Linked DNA regions of Rattus norvegicus: regions 1 and 3 are each linked to region 2. A link is a contact called in public Hi-C data. All regions are on one chromosome and are shown on one strand. Each heading gives the region's core, a stretch centred on a gene start, on an enhancer-like site or on the middle of the called end of the contact. The rest is flanking DNA. Distances are from core to core; before and after follow the strand shown. Region 1 overlaps Slc6a9 (solute carrier family 6 member 9). Region 2 overlaps St3gal3 (ST3 beta-galactoside alpha-2,3-sialyltransferase 3). Region 3 overlaps Slc6a9 (solute carrier family 6 member 9).

Region 1 (3,187 bases), core at 32-2,531, 220 kb after region 2:
GTCCAGGAGCCATAGGGTCACATTGACTTTGCTTTCCTGCCCTTTCCCTCTCCATAGCACACACGGGAAACAATATTACTGGGCAAGGCCATTCATAGCTGAAGGCAGTGGACTAGGGCTCCTGGCAATGTAGGCCAGGCCTGCCTAGGTGTTCCTATGTTAGACACCAGTGCTGGTGAGGTGAGACCTTCAGAATAACTGCAGGCTCCCTCTGCTTCTACTGAATCACCTTTCCCAAGTGCCAACATTCAAGTCAAGAAAACCCTTTTCACTTAAAGAATTTAAAAAACAAACTCTGCCTAAGAACACACGCTAAAATGGCAGTATTTGATGTTATTTTTATTGCACAAGCACAGCATTACTGTACTGGGACCGCAGAGCTAAGATGGTTAGCCTGGGAACCGAGGAATGAATTCTGGCTTTTATTTTAGGTTGTACCACATTTAGTTCTTGTTTTCCTTGGGACCATGTGCTTTTGAGATCAAACAATTAACCTCAGAGCGCTTGGAACGTGACTTATTTATAAGCTGGCTCTCGATGCATGCCCTCTCAAGAATCATTTTGCCTCCCCCACCCCCATCCTCCTTTTCTTTACCGAGACTAGGTCTACTAGCTAGCACAGGTTGGCTTTTAAATTTATGACCCTCCCGCCTCAGCCTCCCACTAGCTGAGATTCCAGGCATGCCACCACAGTCACCTCTTTTCCTGCTTGACGCTTCTCCAGATATGAGTCTCGAAAAAGAAATTCTCCAAAAAAAAAAGGGGGGGGGGACTTTAATCTCAGCATTTAGGAGGCAGAGAGGCAAGAGAATCTCTGTGAGTTCAAAGCTAGCCTGGTTCTACATAAGGAGTTCGGAGCAGCCAGGGCTCTATAAGACCTTATGTCAAAACCAAAACCAACCAAACAAAACCCTTAACTCCTTAACTCCCAACATCTGGAAATATGTAGCGGTTGTTCCCTTGAGTGGACAGTAACTGGCTCGGGGAGAGAGACCCCCTCATCTGCTTCTCCACAGATCTGGCCCCTTGAGCCATTGCTGCTGCTGATCTGTTTTTTATGCCATGTTAGCACATTTCACCTTGGCAGCAATGAGGGAAGGAGTGTAGCCATCCAAATCTGAGGGGCAAACACCCGAGACTTTTCAGGGAGACTTGGTGTCTCCCATAAACATACAGTGGGCCAGTGGCAGACTCAGGACTTGGGGTGTCAGCGCAACTATGAAGTTGGCATGAGATACCAGGGTAGGTGAGGGTGGGGCTGGGATCAGAGTCCACTGTGTCGGGTGCTGCTGGCTGCCACAGAGGCTGTGGAGGCTGGTCATGAGCTTAGACTCAGTCGAGCACAGAAGAGTGTAAAGCAAGTCTGGGGAGAGGGCAAGAAGGGTAAGCAGGGGGAATGGCTGGAAACCTGACTTTCTAGATGCTCTCGCTTTAAAGACTGTCTGTTTGTCTGTCTGTCTATTTTTGTTCAGGTGCTGGAGATCAAACCTGGGACCTCAAGCACTAGGCAAGCTCTACCAAGGAGCCACACCCCAGCCATCCTCTTTCTTGTAGCCTGCTGTCTTCATTCATAAACTGCGAAGTACATCAGGCCACTTTTCAAAGGAACACCTTGGACTAGGAACACTGGCAGAGCACCACTGGCCTAGGACAGAACAAGGCAGAGCCAGGGCGGGCCTGGTGCACGCAGCCCAGCCACCTTCACAACTATTTGGTTTCTTAACCTCAGATGTCAGTCTATAAATCTGAAAACAGAGCTAACAAGTCTTAATGAGAATTATCTAGTAGGTGGGTGACCAGTGCGCCCTTCCTCCTCTAATCAGTGATGCCTGGGCAGCTTTATTCTCCTCTGGTGCTAGGGAATCCAACACAGGGCGGGCTGTAGACGGGCTAGCCAAATCTTCTGCCCAATGGCTCCTTCCGACCGCACTGCTCTCTTAAGGACCATTTCTCAGCCAGACCTGTTGATGCAGGCCTACAATCCTAGCTACTCTAGAGCTTGGGCAGGAGGATCACAAGTTCAAAATGAAAATGTAAAGAGAAGGCTCAGGATAAGCTGCGGGATAAGGCATTTGCCTAGCGTGCATGGCGGGGTAAGGCATTTGCCTAGCATGCATGGACGTGGGCATGGGACAATGTTCAATCACCAGAGTGTGTGTGTGTGTGTGTGTGTGTGTGTGTGTGCGTGGGCATGGGACAATGTTCAATCACCAGAGTGTGTGTGTGTGTGTGTGTGTGTGTGTGTGTGTGTGTGTGTGTGTAGGGAGTTGGCAGGGGAGGGAGGAAGAATGTCTTTCCAGGCTCTCCAGGAGGTGGCAGCAGGGAGCCACTGGGGGTAGGAACTAAGCTAGTTAGGTAGGCCTGGCCCAGCCAGCCCCAGGTGCAGAGCAGGGCCCAGCTGTCCCCTCAGTATGCCTGCCTCCCTAGGGAGATTCTCTGAGAGCTATTCCCCACTGACTTCACTGGCTAAAGTCTCCGGAGCTTTGCCCCAGAGGTAGGCAACACTGTAGCATCTGCCTGGGCTAAGACTGGAATGCAGGATTTGTGCTTTGGGGAGGTCCAGGGATGTCCATCTTCTGCCTTTCGGTCCTGGTCAAGCTGCCCAGTGTGCAGCACACCCCCTGTGTTCATCTGACTGGGTGTGAGTTCTGTCTCCCTCTCTTCCCTATCTCCTCTCGGGGAGTGGCCCATCCCACAACTGAGTGGGATTTGCACTTTCAGGACTGGACTTAGAGGACCTGCTACAACTACAGTGTGCCCAGGGCCATGTGCACCTCTCCTTTGGCCTCCCATCACATAGCAGAGAGAGCACCAAGCCTTTAGGCTGCCGTAGAAGCTGGTGCCATGTGACAGATGCCCTTCTTGTCTCTTTTCTCAGCGTCCCATCTGTTCGCAATCCCAGCCTCAAATTGCCTCCTTGTGGCCTCTGCCTACCTACTCGTGAATTCCTCCTAATTCCTCCTAACCCTTCTCTCCCATGTCTGGGCAGTTGTCATCAGCTCCCCGTGTCTCCATCTCTCAGAAGTCACCACCACCTCAGTGCCAGGGCACCCACTCCTAATATACTCAACTGTTTCCCCACAGACTATGCTTTCTTGGGGCAGAGGCTCAGAACCATTTTATACCTGGCACGGGCACACAGATTACAGCAGATGCCACAGAGGCCTGCGGAATGAATAGATGAGCC
Region 2 (3,226 bases), core at 591-3,090:
AGCAGCAGCTGGCACAGAGGAGTGCCAAAATCACATTTTCAAGTTATTAAATCGGTTCCACTTTGAGCCAATCAGAGTGACCTCCTACTGATTTGTGTCTGGTGGCCAAGTGCCTTTATATGGAATTTCAGCTCTGTACTGGAGCAGCTCAGAGTAGCAGTTGGCCTGAGCCACAAGAGGGCAGCAGAGCCCTTTGATCGCTACAGCACTGACTTAGGATGGCTTTTGGCCAAGTCCAGCTGCTTACAGTTCTTCAGTTAAACTGTGTGCGTGCACCTAGCGGTCAGGACACTGTGTGAGCCATCCTCAGAGGTAGCAGAGGGGTGAGAAGGGAAGGAGCGGGTTTCCGAGTCACATATAGGTGCCCATCACCTTCCCTCCTCTCTTACAGGTTGCCCAGTGGCTTACAGAGCAGTATGGGAGAAGTTAGGGATGCTGCAACAGGCTAGCACGTGAGCACCGAGGCTTCAGAGCCTCCCCACCTGACACTGAGTCCTGGCTCTGCAGCTTTGGGCCACTTATGTTCTTACTCTTTGAACCTAAGATTATCAGTGAGATAATCTAAGTAAACCTCTTAGCACTACGCCATGGCGAGCATTCGAAATAGCTGATTACAGGCTCAGTGGGGAAGGACACTTGTCACAAGCCTGCATCCCACACACGATCCCTGAAACACACTTAGTGGAAACAAGAACCGGCTCCAGCAAGTTGTCCTCTGATCTCCATGTGCACTTTTACCCACACATACATAAACACACGCAATATATACATTAATGTCAAAGCACTTTAAAATAGATGTTCCATAATTAAAATAATATCAGTTATCATCAGAGATGGGTAGTAGATTGTTAGTGGGTTATTTTTGTTTGTTGTTTGTTTGGTTGGATTTTATTGGATACAGAGTCTCTCTATGTAGCCCTGGCTGTCCTAGAACTGGCTATGTAGATCAGGCTGCCCTCAAACTCACAGAGTTCCACCTGTCTCTTCCTCTGGGGCGCTGAGATTAAAGGCCTGCACCACTACTGGCTTCTCGATTGTGACTCTTTTTGTCAGTGCTCATGTGAGGCAGTTGGGCAGGATGGTGTTGTTGAGAGAAGCACACTCTGAGATAAAATTCAGTGTGGGATAAGCTCACTAGGACGAGGTTGTGGGAGCAGCTCCTGGGGGAGGCGGAGGAATGCAAGGGACACTCACATAAGAAGTCATGATACGGTCCATTCTCAGTAACGATCTCACTGTACCCGTGGAGACAGGAGTTGAGCTGGTCCTTTTGAATTGGAGGGAAGGGAGTTTGCTTTTATAGTTCCTTGGTCACCACTATTCACAGGCTCAGGGGTGCCCCAGAGAGGGGACATGACCTCAATGCCGACCGTGGCCTTCAGTCCAGAGTGCTGACAGTTGGGAGATTTCTGGCTGCCATGATCACAGCAGCTGGTGAGCACATCTTGTTTCTCATGGGGCATCTGAGTAGCATCCTGCAGTGTCCTGTAGCTCTGCCACGGTGTCCAAGTCACTTGAAAGAGGAATTCGGAACACGTGTCTAACCCATTTGCATTTCTATGACAAAATGTTTAATGTAGGGTCCTAGTTTTCAGGGATGTGGCTCAGAGAGTGCCCACCGAGCATGTACGAAACCCTGTATTCAGTCTCCAGCAACAAATAAACCAGGTTGGGGGGTCAGGAGGCAGGAAGAGCAGAAGTTCAAGGTTGTCCATGACTACCGAGTGAGAGATGACTTTGAACTGGACAGATGACCCAAGCTGGCCTTAGTTCACAGAGCTCTGCCTGCCTTGCCTCCTGAGTGCTGGGATCGAGGTGTTACTCAACACTCTGGGCTCCCAGATTTGCATTATTACAACATGCTCTCTTTGACAAGCATTAACCCCTCGAGAGCACGGTACTCTTAAAACCTAAATGCCACCCCATAGGCTCTACCTCTTGAACTGCCCCACCGCCCGATTCTCAGTACTGCTGTGTTGGGAATAGAGCTGTGGGACATGAACCTGCTCGGGATAAACTATTTCCCGAGCATGTCTAGTGTAAGGAGAGATGGCTTTGGATGGAGTGGAGCGCCTGTGTGTACACACACACCTTTGCACACACACAGGCATATGGAACCCATAGGTTGTCCTCTCCTTTGGTTTTTGAGTCAGGTCTGTCAGTGAACCTGGAGCCTGCCAGCTCTGGGGATCCTCCTGTGTGTGCTTCCCCAGTGCTGGGATTCCAGGCACAAGCTTTACGTGGGTGCTTAGGAATCAGGCCTAGCCGTCATGTGCTTCACATGGTCCCACCTAGCAGAGGGAAGACAGGAAGACCAGGTAGCCCTCACTGCTGTAATACTGCATGGTTCATACTGCCTGGTTCATACTGCCTGGTTCATACTGCCTGGTTCATACTGCCTGGTTCATACCACATGGGTCATACAACATGGGTCATACTCATGGTTCATACCACATGGGTCATACCACATGGTTCATACCACATGGTTCATACCACATGGTTCATACAACATGGGTCATACCACATGGTTCATACAACATGGGTCATACCACATGGTTCATACAACATGGGTCATACCACATGGGTCATACTACATGGGTCATACCACATGGGTCATACCACATGGCTCATAGCTGGAAGGCAGCTTGGTTTTTATCACTGCTGGTAAACCAAAGGTACTTTTAAAACCACATTTTAGATTTCTTAAAGCTGTAAGCTTAAGTCACTGCCAACATAACTTCATTGTTTTCCTTACCTGGGGACATTTAAAAAGACAGAGGGGGAAAAATAAAAATGAAATTAAAAGGCGGGGGAGAGCTAAATTATAGCAGAGGGAAGGAATAGAAGGAAAGACTATAAAACAAATATAAAAAAGATACAAAGCTAATCCGAAGACGCCTTTGCTGCAGGGAGGCAAAACGAGGCAAAAGAGTTTCGTGTTGTGTGCGTGTATGCATGAATGTGTTTGAGTGTGTGGTTTGCAGGGGTGTGCTTGTGTTTGTGTGTGTGTGTTTATTTTTAGATTGAGAAGCCCCAAGCTTGTGAGGAAACCGTGAGAACCAGCTAATCTCTTTCCCTCAACTCCAGCAGGTGACATGATGACAATCGGGGGATCTTGGGTTACAAGGAAACATCCGTGCACACAGCCCTGGCAGCGTCTTGCTCGCTTCAGGTGGATACCACCCACATAGCTCTGGGACTAGAGAAGCCCAGAAGTCATATCAGT
Region 3 (3,440 bases), core at 294-2,793, 240 kb after region 2:
GGGTCTGTGGTAGAACCTGTCCAGTTGCAGGCTTGGAGCCCAGTGCTGTCTAACCTGCTGGGTGAGGGGCTGCCTGCCCGGGCCTGGGGCAGCCCTGGCACTTGGGAGCCCTAGTAGTGCCAACTCTGGCCCTGTAGTACCTCTGAGGCCCCCGTGTCAAGGCAGGCAGCTGGCAGGAGGTCTCCCAGGGCATCGTTTATAGTACCCCCTCCTCCCTAAAGTCTGGCCCCTGTACTTACCAGCATCCCTTTGGCACCTTTTCCTACCATGGTGGCAGTGGGTTGGGGGATCTGGAGATCTGGACCACACCTGCAGACTCCTGCGTTCAGTGCCTCTCAGACAAGAGGCCTCAAGAGCTGTGGGGAAAACAGAGTGAGGTGAGACCAGGCATGCCCTCTGGGCTTTCCAGAACCAGTAGAATGTAAAAGGTTCTGTTTTGTTTTGGGAGGAGGGGGTAAGTAGGGCTGAGGGGGTTCACTGGAGACTAAGAAGTTTATTAGAAAAATTCTCCTAAGCCGGGTGGGGGTGGCGCACACCTTTAACCAAGCACTTTTTTTTCCTTTTTTTTTTTTTCCGGAGCTGAGAACCGAACCCAGGGCCTTGCGCTTACTAGGCAAGCGCTCTACCACTGAGCCAAATCCCCAGCCCCTGGCGCACACCTTTAAACCCAGCACTTCAGACACAGAGGCAGGCAGATCTCTGGGAGTTCAAGGTGAGCCTGGTCTACAGAGTGAATTCCAAGACTGCCAGGGCTAAGTAGAGAAGCCCTTGACAAAACAAATATAAAAACAAAAACAGACAATAGAAAAGTCACTAATGCCACAGACAGATGCATAGAAGGGCATGGTGGGGCCTCTGAAGACAATTCAGGTGCCAGCACCAGAGAGAGGTGGAACAAGGATCTCTAAAGACACCACATGGCGGAAGCGGAAGTCACTTCTTAACTTTTCTGAGCATGGGGTTGGTTTCACAGCCCAAGCCATTCCCAGGCAGGAGGCAGGCAATGGGGACAGGAATATGATAGACACCGAGGTCCAGCGTGGACTTCCCAGGTGAGAACCGGCCAGGATCTCTGTTAGCTAGGGGTTCACAGTATTCCACCATAAACCTGTGGTATCTGTGAGAGGAAGCCTCTGCAGATATTGTGGTCAGAGCGGAGGTTAGATTCTAATGTAACACTCTTAGGATATGGAGCCCACACCACCAGCTAGAAGAACCCAATGTCCCTCTCTCTGTACCCACTCGCTCTGCCAGGCCATTCCTGATCCAGCTCCCTTCTGAATGACCCTGGGGTTCAGCCCTTGCCTCACTGCCTTCTCAGCCCTCCCCCCAGGTCCCTTATTCTCCAGGCTTCCTGTCCCAATGGGCAAAGGTCTATTTTTGACTCTCCAGATGCCCAATCCTATAAAAGATAAAAAAAAAAAAAAATGAACACAGAACTGGGATGGGGTCCAAGTCCCTCATCATCTGTGAGTGACTGCAACCTTTCCCCAGGAAGCAGAGTGGGCGTTCAGCTTGGATCAGTGGCAAGCGCGATGCCTGCCTCCAACCCTAGTGCCTGCCACTCAGCTTGGGCTCGAGGGTGGCTGGGCTTTTGGCCGTGTCACTGGTCATACAGGACACACCAGATGTAGTCACACCTCCTGCCTTTACAACACGGCTATCCAATGGCACTTTGCGAGTCTTTTATCACGAGGCCTGAATGCCATCTCCTTCCCGTGGCCCTCCCAACACTTCTCCAGCAGAATGAGCACACATCTTCCTTTCTGGTTTGTACAAATCTTTACTAGGTCCTTATCACCTCGAGGTACATACATTGGGTCAGAAGCCTATCAGCCCTGAGTCAGTGGTTACCTGAGGGCTTGGAACTGAGTTTCCTTTACTCTTCTGGGCCTAGGTCCTGGCACAGTGGTCAGCTAGCAAGTACAAGCTGAGCTAAACTGAAGGGGACTTGGTGCATCAGAGGTCCTGGAATGAGGTTCTTGCCAACGGGGGTGGGGGTGGGGGTGGGGTGTACAGGAAGCATCTAAGGGCCATGTGGTGGGCAGGTGAGCTGGAGAGGAGGAAGGGAAAACAGGAGGTGCGAGCCGCATGGGGAAGCTCACACCAGCAATGCCAGATGTGGACAGAATACTTTTCAGAAGGATCAACCTTTAGAGAGCCTTGAAGAGTTCTCAAAAGAGTCGTGGGAGGAAAACCTGGGGTTAGGTGGACTAGGTGGTTCAACTCTCACTGGGCCGGGTCCCAGGAAGATGTGGCTCTGCCACTAAGTCTATTCAGAGTCACTTGCTCACCAATAGCCACCTGTCAAAGGCCACCTCTTGCCCACAGGAAGTCACAGAAGTCCCGAGGAAAGGTAGGCCGCTGTTTATTTATACAAATCAGCCCTTGATTCATTAGGTCCTTTGTTGCCCTGGCTTGGTTTCCTCTTCTCTGGGCAGGGATGAGGGGGAAGTAAGCATCCAGTGCCTAGGGCTGGATTCCCCCTCTCAAAGGTATTCACTTAAAGAAGCCATGCTCGCGGCTTTGGTGTTTTGGTGGCAGTTACAAGAGGGCTATGCCCCTCAAAAGGCAATCATACTTTTGAGTTCTTCAATCACTCAACCCTTTGGCAAGTAGACTTGACTTCCCAAAGTTGCCTTTTTACCAAGGACCAATAATGACAAAGATGGGAGCAGGGGTGGGGGACGATATTGTTATGATCCGCCTCCTGGGCTGGAAGTCATGTCCTCTGGGCAGCTCGGTAAACTGAGAATGTCCTCGCTCTGCATCCACAGAGTCTTCTCACCGGGCTACTCTGAGGCTTACAGTTGAGGAGACTCAGAGAGGCCAACAGCTAGCCTGGAAAGCTTGATTGAACTGTTACACCACACATCACACCCAGGCAGTCAGTGGACCAACTGTAGAACAGTTCCTGCCCTCTGGGGGCTTGGGCACCAGCAAGGCTAAGACCACTTACATCTATAGCAGAAGAACGAGGGGGTATGAGGCTCTGTTGCTTTTCCTGCCTTTACCATTTCCAGGGAATGGCCCCATCAGTGTGAACATCTGGATATTCAAAAGGAATCAGTGGAGAACCAGGGGTAGAGGTCAGTGGAGGAGCTTGATCAGCATGCTGGGACCCTGGGTTGGAGCCACAGCAGTGGAGAGGGGGGAAATGTACCCATCAAATGCCTACATTACGCCAGACACCCCACCAGGTGCCGAGGAGCTGGAATACCCAGACCTGCTCCAACCCAGACATGGAGTAACACCGACCAGCAGCAGGTCACTCAGGGTCACTGTAGAGTATCATGAAGACTCCAGGTCTGGGATTTGATAGGCCTGGGATGGATCTGGTCTCAGGCACTCACCACTATGATTCTGGGTGTTTTCTGACCTCTTCGAGTGACTAGTCTCAGTCTGGAGGATGTAGCTGAGAATTCCCTTAAGACTTGGGG

What was found. A called contact is a pair of places that touch in the nucleus more often than the background predicts.
Region 1: a contact with region 2 is called in a Hi-C map of liver, with 4 times the contacts expected there. The contact joins two enhancer-like sites. A contact is called at or near these places in 1 of 12 Hi-C or Micro-C datasets (liver) and 1 of 1 datasets of contacts at active chromatin or transcription factors (oligodendrocytes).
Region 3: a Hi-C map of liver shows a contact between it and region 2, with 4 times the contacts expected there. The contact joins two enhancer-like sites. A contact is called at or near these places in 11 of 12 Hi-C or Micro-C datasets (the A7r5 cell line, the Rat2 cell line, Schwann cells and 6 more).

The regions. Positions count from the first base shown.
Region 1 is chr5:136,682,780-136,685,966 of GRCr8, reverse strand. The region is part of intron 5 of Slc6a9 (solute carrier family 6 member 9); the gene reads right to left. It also overlaps a transcript of Ccdc24 not described here. Among named protein-coding and RNA genes, the nearest start is that of Ccdc24, 13 kb to the left of the region's middle. Within about 2 kb of position 1,281, at least 9 of the 93 cell types and tissues checked have an H3K27ac peak or open chromatin away from gene starts, as enhancers often do. A contact at or near this core is called in liver, where this site is marked.
Region 2 is chr5:136,901,470-136,904,695 of GRCr8, reverse strand. All of the region lies in intron 2 of St3gal3 (ST3 beta-galactoside alpha-2,3-sialyltransferase 3), which reads left to right. Among named protein-coding and RNA genes, the nearest start is that of St3gal3, 53 kb to the left of the region's middle. Within about 2 kb of position 1,840, at least 4 of the 93 cell types and tissues checked have an H3K27ac peak or open chromatin away from gene starts, as enhancers often do. A contact at or near this core is called in liver, where this site is marked.
Region 3 is chr5:136,664,759-136,668,198 of GRCr8, reverse strand. Slc6a9 (solute carrier family 6 member 9) reads right to left here. Exons shown (of 14, transcript NM_053818.3): 2 at 240-356. The coding sequence starts at 269. Among named protein-coding and RNA genes, the nearest start is that of Slc6a9, 6.4 kb to the right of the region's middle. Within about 2 kb of position 1,543, at least 6 of the 93 cell types and tissues checked have an H3K27ac peak or open chromatin away from gene starts, as enhancers often do. A contact at or near this core is called in liver, where this site is marked.